2 separate regions of the Gasterosteus aculeatus genome follow, and region 2 is linked to region 1. A link is a contact called in public Hi-C data. All regions are on one chromosome and are shown on one strand. Each heading gives the region's core, a stretch centred on a gene start, on an enhancer-like site or on the middle of the called end of the contact. The rest is flanking DNA. Distances are from core to core; before and after follow the strand shown. Region 1 overlaps syt6a (synaptotagmin VIa). Region 2 holds the start of syt6a (synaptotagmin VIa).

What was found. Hi-C and Micro-C count contacts between places; a contact is called where the count stands out from the background.
Region 2: a Hi-C map of whole body shows a contact between it and region 1, with 1.9 times the contacts expected there. The contact joins the promoter of syt6a here to the enhancer-like site in region 1. A contact is called at or near these places in 3 of 6 Hi-C or Micro-C datasets (blood and trunk muscle, tail fin and whole body).

What each region holds. Positions count from the first base shown.
Region 1 is chr2:6,920,962-6,925,106 of fGasAcu3.hap1.1, forward strand. syt6a (synaptotagmin VIa) reads right to left here. Exons shown (of 7, transcript XM_040193707.2): 2 at 2,062-2,452; 3 at 820-1,381. Among protein-coding and RNA genes, the nearest start is that of olfml3a, 18 kb to the left of the region's middle. Within about 2 kb of position 2,335, at least 2 of the 9 cell types and tissues checked have open chromatin away from gene starts, as enhancers often do.
Region 2 is chr2:6,959,972-6,964,653 of fGasAcu3.hap1.1, forward strand. It overlaps syt6a (synaptotagmin VIa), which reads right to left and starts at 2,457. Exons shown (of 7, transcript XM_040193707.2): 1 at 1,899-2,457. The coding sequence starts at 2,091.

The sequences.
Region 1 (4,145 bases), core at 1,085-3,584:
TACCCCAATGCCCCCCTTCAAGCCCTCTGAAAATATTGGTCAGACAAATAAGGTCTCTCTTTTATGTTATTTGAATATTATGTAATAAATTCATTGTTAAATCATAATTTTTGAAATAATCTAATCAAAAAGCTGAAATGCTGCAAAGCGAGAGGAATCTAAGCTGCAAGCCTCAAGCAACCCACCAGCAGCCAGCCTACATGCACAGTAACTTCTGTTTCGTCCTGTGACATCCCGGATAAAGTCATTCAAACAAGATGGCCGCGTCTTCAACAAACAAAACCAAAGGCAGCATTATTTTGTGCGATTCTATAACGAATAAAACGTGAGCTCTAGAAAGCTCATTTTTAAGTCCCAGGACGCTCGGTTGAAATTGCATTTCTCGCCACAAGTTGTAAAGTACTTGTGGTGGCCGCGGTTTGGCTCGGCTGCGGTGGGGGGGGGGTCGCTGCGGGAACTATACCAGCTGGAGGCGTAATTGGCCTCAGCTGCAGCAGGTTAGGTTAATTGTGTGTCTCCCCTTTGAAAACCACAGTAGTGGTGATCCAGCGGGGGAAGGAGTTGGATGGAGAAACGCAGATGAGAAGCCAGATGTATTGTGTGACAATAAAGAAAGTATTCCCAAAACGCGAGAATTGTTTTCCTACCAGTATTAAACAACTTCCAGTGGTCCTTGTGCTCAAAAGTTTCTTTGGTCTTGTTGTTAAAAATGTAGCTCCCATATATTGCAATGCATACAGTGAAATTGAACTCACCAGACTATATGAGATACATTCAAATGAATCTAGAAGAAATGAAAAAGGGGCAATAAATTCTTACGCTGGTGGCATATTGGATGTCCCTCCATACGTTCGTCTCCCTGGAGAGGTCCGATGTCTCAAACAAGTTGTCCAGCACCACCTCCCCGATCATGTCGTGCCTCGAAAACCTGTCAAAGTCAAAGACGCTCATGTGGAGCTTCCTGACCGCGAGCTCGTCGTAAGGCACCGGGAACTGGAAGCTCTCGTCAAATGAGGGGTTGAGCGTCTTCCGGTGGACGCGAGTCTGGAACTTCTTGCGGTCGGGCAGCAGGTAGACCTTCACGTAAGGGTCAGACGTGCCGCACAGGTCCTTGGCAGGTAGGTCCGCCGCCTTGAGGATGTTGACTATGAGGGCCTCGTTTTCATAGTCGTACTTGAGAGAGATGTTGATCCTGCCGCAGTTTTTGCTGCTGCTGTTCTTGGATGAATCCTCTGATTCCACGGCCTTCTGTTGGTAGAGCTCTGGCTGGATGCGGCCGATGCTGGTCGACGTTTCGTCGTTGTCGACCATGTAATCGTTGCCCAAGTCGAGACTGCCTACCTGCATCTGTCGGGGCAGGTGCCTTTTGAATGAATTGTGCCTGCAGGGACAGAAAAGTAAGGAGTAACTGACAAGGGAATGATTTGTGGGATGTTTTGAGAGAGCTGTAGGAAACATGAGCAGGAAGACTCTGGAGTCAGAGGTTTTGTATTTAGCGGAGGGAGGTTTCGAAAGCAAATGTCCAGACACACCAAGCTGACCTCCAAAAGCCAGCACTGAGAAAGGGCCCTAGCAAAGGTAAAATCCAAGCAAAGGGTAACGAGTAGTTCAGTTTCTAGCAAGTTTAAAAGAAAGTAGTGGCCTGGTTTATATTTCTTCTTTTGAATGTATGAAATCTAGGGTGCTATTCTTATGCCTCTGTCTTTGCATCAGACACTGTTAAATAGTGAATGAATTTATTTAGGTATTGTCTGGTCTATTGTATAATAAATGGGGAAATAACAACAAAAGCTATGAGTTAAACACAGAAAGTCAAGATAAAACTGCCCTAATTGTAGGTTGTGTGAAATACTGGTATCTCTCTATTTATATATTCAATTGACTAAATGTATTTTGTGCCTGATTATATACAAATGTACTGGGAGAGATTTGCGTATTTTTCCTTCATTGCATGCTGGACGAATGGACCTATTTATAACACATCAATTAGTGTCATTTGTCCTTAGCATGTTCTACACACAACCACATCACACAGTCTCACACGCGTGTCTACGAACTGACCGAGTGGAGGACGCCGGCTCCGTGGTTTGCCTCTGCATGCGTTGCGTGCGGCGCAGGAAGTGCTCCCTCATGGAGAGCTGCACCTCGGCGGGGATGTCGGGAGACGTGCGGCTTATCTTCACCGCTGCCTCCAGGAAGCCCATCGAAACCATGGGCTCTTTCACCTTCTCCGTCGCCATGGTGACCGGTGGCTGCTGGGGGCTGGGCAGACAGGGAGGCGTCTGGAACGAGCAGTCCTCTAGGTCGCGGGCCGGCGCGGGCGGGGGACCGGGCAGACGGGCCTTAGCTCGCCGAGACGCACGGCACAGCTTCCAAGAGACGAATGTAAGGAGGCCCAGCAGAGCCAGGCCGCAGAACGCAAACACAAAGACGAGGAGGCCAAAAGAAGCGCCTGGCGGGGACCCGAAAATGAGGGTCATACAATATGGACAACAGATGGTCAACAAAGCAAAAGAGAGAGAGAGAGAGAGAGAGAGAGGGAGGGAGTCTATTAGGACATGGTTCCACCGGTGCTATATTGGTCGTTTTTATTTAAGACTAAGGACAGCGAGACACAAGTATAATGGAAGATGTGTTTCATAAATATTTAAGTAACCTCTGTTAGAATCCGGTTCAGCCCAGGAGTAAGGAAATCCTATTCATGTGCGGGATTGAAATGGGACTACGCACTGATGCGCAAAGAGGGTTTTCTGTGACAATAAAAAGTAATTATTGTGACAAATACTAAGAACATAAAACACATTTGTGATTTCGTTTTGCTAACAAATACACAAAGGTGTCAGGCATCTTCCCTTATGGATTTTTGACAATAAAAAAGATTGAGGCACAGGCAATCTTATTTATAGTCCAGCATTTTGGATTAGCTTCTTGGGGGGAAAAGGCAGCATACAAAGACCTGGAAACTCACTAAGGATGCTGACAAGCGCCCTTCACAGGCACCATAAAGCAAATGCAAAAAACACACAGCCCTGTATCTCTGGGTTTTGCATTTGGGGACACCTGCCAAACCTGCTCCTGTTCTTGATTTAAAATCCTTGTATTTCCCCAGCTGATACTAGCAACATTTTACACGCTTCTCGACCGGGATTCAATTCAATTTTTCTGATTATTTCTCTTCCAAGGGGCCTGATTGCTCGAATGTATCTACAATAACTCCCACTGAGCAGCGTCTGTGGCCTCTCAGAGGATCCTCTGCCTCCCGTCTGCACAGAACACTCCAGAGAGAGATGTAGAAAGCTGCCTGAAGGCACATTGAATTAGGTATTTTCTAATATTTACTTGGCTCAAGCTTCCCTCAGTTCAGCAAAATATGAGCATCGACCGGCCCTGAAACCTGCAGGCGGAGTACAGAAGAACACGTGTGCATAGGACACGTGATTCCTTACATATTTGTAAAAGTATTACAATCCCCCTTTGGTGAAGGTCAGATCACAACAGTGGTAAAATGCTCCATTAGTTCAAAAGCCTCCATTCAAAGTCCAAAATGTATTAGCAGTGGAAATATTTACACTATTCTAGCAGAATGAATGTAATTATTGTACTATTGTGTTACATTTGATTTAGCAATTTATGGCAACCAGTTGCTTTAAGATGAGAAATGTTATTTAAGAGAATTAATCCCCCAAAATCAAACCGTAAAAGTAAGCTTATGAAATACAACAGATTGCTTAAAATCAGATCAGTAGTTTTGGCTTATTAAACTTAACCAAAAAGCAGGGTCTTGTTTAGGTCCCTTGTCCTATTTCAGATGTACTTTACTAACAATAATTTATAGTTATAGTTCGATGCTTTAGTCTCTAAAGTATGGATCATCAAAATATTATTTGGAACTACATTCAAACCAAATCCACCGAAAGCAATTCATAGCTTAGCCGAGCGGTGGACAGGATTTCATGTCTGCAGGATTTATGCCTGAGGAGGATTTCTCGGCTGTCCACGGCCCCGGCGGCCTCTCCGTGTCATCTGATATTTCACACAGCTCCCCACAAAGCTTCATCTCCACCGGACTGTCCCCTCGCACAGTCTTCATCTGTCCGTCACGGCAAATGGAAGCAGATCCTGCGCCGTGGTACTGAAATACACGT
Region 2 (4,682 bases), core at 1,207-3,706, 39 kb after region 1:
TGATCCCGTTGCAAAGTAATCACTAGTTATTTCTGCGTTTGCTTTTTAACAAACAACACAAACCAAATCCCATTAAGGGTTCAGCATCAAGGCGAGTCCCTGGATGAGTTGAGTGGGAAAATTGTTGTGATTTTTTAATTCCTCTTCACTGTGCTCCTACAGCTGTTCCTGCTGATAACGGCGTCCTGAGTGACTGCGTCGCCGCGGGAGCGCAGCGCCCACTTTTTAGTTCCACCTTTCGGTTCCCCCTTCAGGTGCGCTGTCGGCTCTGCACGCACTATTGCCGTTATTTGCACAGGTAGAGCTGATAGCAGTGTGAGCCGCGGGCCGCCAGCCGGCCGCTGCCATGTTGAGCATCCTCCCAACCTCGTTTCTTTCACCTTTTGTACATCAGTTTGTTGAGCATTAGCTCGCTACAACAACATACTACGCTCATTACAGGAAAGGAAAATATATAGACAACAACATTTCATAACCCCCCGCCCCCCAATTCCCCCCCACGCCCCCTCAACCTACACATCCTGCAACATTATGGGAAGCAGCTTGTTTAGCTTCCATGTGGCAGAAATAATTCACGTCGTTGGCTGCATAATATGCAGTGGCATTTAATGTCCCCACAGCTCAGTGGTGGATGCCAGTGGCTCAGTGATGGGACGTTCAATTCCTCCACTGAGAATGATGTGAGGTGACAGTGGATTTGGTCAGGATTGGTGTGACATGCACGCTGCGAGCAGGGACCCATTCTCGAAGAAAAAAAATAAATCCCAAATGATGTTTCCTATTGCTTGTACCTCTGCTGACAAAACTAAAATTCATGGACTAACAAGAAATGAATTTGTTTGAAGAAGAAATATCTGTAGAATCAAATGATTAAAGATTGCAGATATGCAATGTGCAACGGCTCCCCTTGATGGCATGAAATCAAATGTCCTGATATTCTTCATTCCAGTTTTACAGACCAAAATGATTTATGTTTAAGCTTTACTACCCATAAACCTTTTAGTTTAGTTTTCTTCTAAATCTATTAGGCTATAATTCTTTATACCCCCTTTTGGTCAGATCTTGAACAGTGTTATGTGTGATATGCCACTATATTAACATGAGTCCTTTGTTTTAAGTTATTTTAGCCAATATGTCCCTGCATTTAACAGGACCTTTTCACAACTACGATAAACATACAGAATTCAAGCCTGCATTGCCCCCAAGAGCACATATAGAGCTGCTCTATTAACAAGAGAGGGATTACTTAAAATAAGGTGAAGCCCACTGGAAGTGCCAAAGCAACAGATGCAAGCGGGTGCAACAGATGTGTCAATCATCCCTCATGAATAAACAAAAAATGCAGGATGTTGTAACTTTGCAGGGCAGACGAAGCTCAGGACATTAGTGCTTCATGTTGTTAACCCGAACACAGCAACATGCGTTTCGGGCGAAAGGTTTGTTTGTTTCTCTTCTCTTTTCTCTGTAAGGCTGAGTGGTCAAGACAGCATCAGCTGGCATTAGTCAGCCTGAAGGCATATCTGCTGTAATAAGAGAATAGGAGCTCTGCTCTCTGGAGTAACCTGGGGAGAGAATGTGAGTTTGCTTTATAGACCTATTGTTCCCCTTTGCCACGGGGTCTCAGACACTCATTACGGTTGTATTAATAACACAGACCAAGACTCTGTCTGACTAACCATCCATCTGACCACACGTGGAAAAAGGAAAAAGAGGTAAAACTACATGCTGAATGGAAAATTCTGATAGCAGCTTTTGCACTCACATACAAGTAAAGCAAACTAGAATTCTTTAAAAGTAGCCCTCCTGAGCAAAACCCTAAGCATGGATTCATGCAAAGAACAACAGGGTGGCTGCTTCCTTTCACCCGATATAGATCAGGAGTTAATTATAGTCCTTACCCAGTTCTTTGCGGTCTGAGCTGTGGCTGGACAACAGGAAGAGGTAATCCTTACAGGTGTCTTGATCCAACAGTGAACTGTTGTGGAGGCAAAGGTCAACAATTAGGGTCACAGCTTTCTGACAGACCATGTCATACTCCTCTCGGTCAGAACTCATGCTCCCAGCTGCATCCTCAGCCGTGTGTGTGCTCATCCAAGGGGACTAACACACCCACACACACACGCATCATCAGCAGCAGCAGCAGCAGCAGCCCAGCATGCAGAAGACGAATACAACTTGTCCCCGTCCTCGGCTGCGTCTTCTCCTCCGCGGTCTCTTACGCGTGTCCACTCACAAACACGCTTGAATCTATTGTGCGTACACTTATACCATAAATCTGTAGTAGTGGTTTTGTGTATGTGTTTCAATTAGTGTCTTAGTGGGGCCAAGACTGCTAAGTGCGTGAATGCGTGGTTTGTGTGTCAATGTGTGTGCAATTATGAGCGAGGGCTAATAAATCACATTTGTCCCCAGGTGATGGGACTGAATGGTTGCATCACACACATGCTACAAAAAGCCAGTCACCAAGAAACACAACAGCTTACCAGAGAAGCCCCGTCCTCTCCTCCCTCTTGTGTATTCATCCACATGGCTCCTCCCACCTCCACCCCCCTCCATCCGAATATAATGCCGCCGCCAAGAAGAGAGATGACGCTGAATTTGGGGAATTTTAGCCCTTTAATGTCCGCACAAAGAGAAAAATAGTGGAAATGATTTCATTGGATTTTTAACATTTGGGCAACAATAATCTTATATTTTTCATAACTTAGCTCAATAAAAGTGATGGTTTAATCACGTTATGTTAGGAGCCATACATTTTCTATAATATATATTGACCCAAAATGTGCTCCACCAGAGCATGGAGTTCAAAGGTTAAAAAAAGGGGAAATCTATTCAAGTATTGTAAGAATGACGACTACACTGAGGTGGAATAGTCATGAACGCAACGTCAACATTGTCAGCGACAAAGATGACGCAACAAAGACGCCATGGGCTTGGCGAGGGGCGCCTGGGCAGGCAGGTGGGCGGGGGGGGGCGTAAACGACTGAGGAGCGTGATGGCGCCTCCATCCCGCTCAGCAAAGAGCCCGGCACGCACACCGGCAAACACACATTCAAGTACTGAGGCAACAGGGCTCTGAGGGCAGTGTTTACGGACTAAAAAACAAAACATAACGACCACGGGGAATGTTTTTCTCACAATTTGAGTGGCTCCGCTGGTCCCTGCGGGTCAGAATGTCTCCTGTGATGAATTCCACCGCGAGCCGAACCACCTGTGACCTGCCAGGTCTCGCTGCTCGCACCGACAGTGGCCCATCGCTCTGCCTGTGATCCCTGTGAGTGTTTACAACCTGTAATGAGGGGGGTTTAGCTTTACCTGGGAAGGAGATAAACGAGGGCAGGATGAGGGAGAGAGAAATGGTCACGTGCAAGTGCTGATGTACCAATGTGCTAATGTGATGTGGAAGTAATAGTAGCAATACCATGCTGTAAAAATGCTTTATAGTGAAAGTCCTGCATTCCCATGCAGAAGTGTTTGTTGGTTGGATCGGCCCATTTTTATTATTCATTTTGTTAGAGTTGTTGAACTATTATTAATGTAGCGGAACACAAAGCACAATATTTCCCTCTCAAATGTAGGGGAGTTGAGGTATAAGTATAACATTTAAATACTGAAAGTAAAGTACGCACAGATTACTTACTAAAGATGAACACTGGCTATTTATTTATTTATTTTAAAGACAATCTCAAACTTTGCAGGACTGTCTAACTATGAGTGAAGATCTAGTATCTGCGCACTGTACACTGTAGCTAATGAAGCTCAATAAAAGAAAATACATCTCTAGCAGCTGATTTCCTTCACTGTTTTTTCATTAACCTCTAAGGATGTAATTCAAATTAATGTGTCATATCTGATAATTAAAATACGTGAACACATTCAAAAGTATTTACTTTCGAATCAAGTCTGTATAGAAAGCCCTAAGCGAGGAAGAAAACTGAAGCTAATTGACTTTTCTAGTACACTACATTGAACTATATGTGAACCTTATCCCTTAATTATGTTCTTAACCATTAATTAAAGTAATTTAATAAACCCCTGTGATGAATATGGCGTCAGAAAAATTATGTCATGCTTTTCTAATTACAAAGTGATTTGAGTTCAACCAGATCTTGGGGTTAACTCCCTTCCATAGTGCAGTTAGACCAGGGCTGGAGCGCTACACTGTCGACACTGGTGGGCTATTGTTCCGATACAGCCTAGATAATTCAGAGCTTGTCATGACCCCCCCACACACCCGTTGTTTCCCCTTAAAGGTCAGGTTTGGGGGTTGACTTTTCTTCCTGTTAATTTTGAATACTTTCTGGCTGCAGGTTTTCAAACGAGTCAATTACCTGCGTGCTGCTGCTGCAGCCCCCTCCCTTTGCCCAGTGGGGTTGTTAATGCAAACAGGTTTACTGCCCACCTGTATTCACTTTGGTTGTGCTTGGATGTCAAGACAAAACCTCTCACTGGTTTCCGTCCAGTGGAGGAAGCCCCTCCAATGAAACCACTTTAATTGAGGAAGAAGATGCACCCTGGGTGCAGCCGTTCCTCCTCTTAATGCATTATTTAGAGGGTGTTATCCATGAATGTCCAGGATGGCCAACAAATGAGGCGACTGGTTCCTTGGTTACACATTGCCCATCATCTAGAGACAGCTGGTAAATAAACTGCCCTACAATAAGATGGTGCATCATTACCAG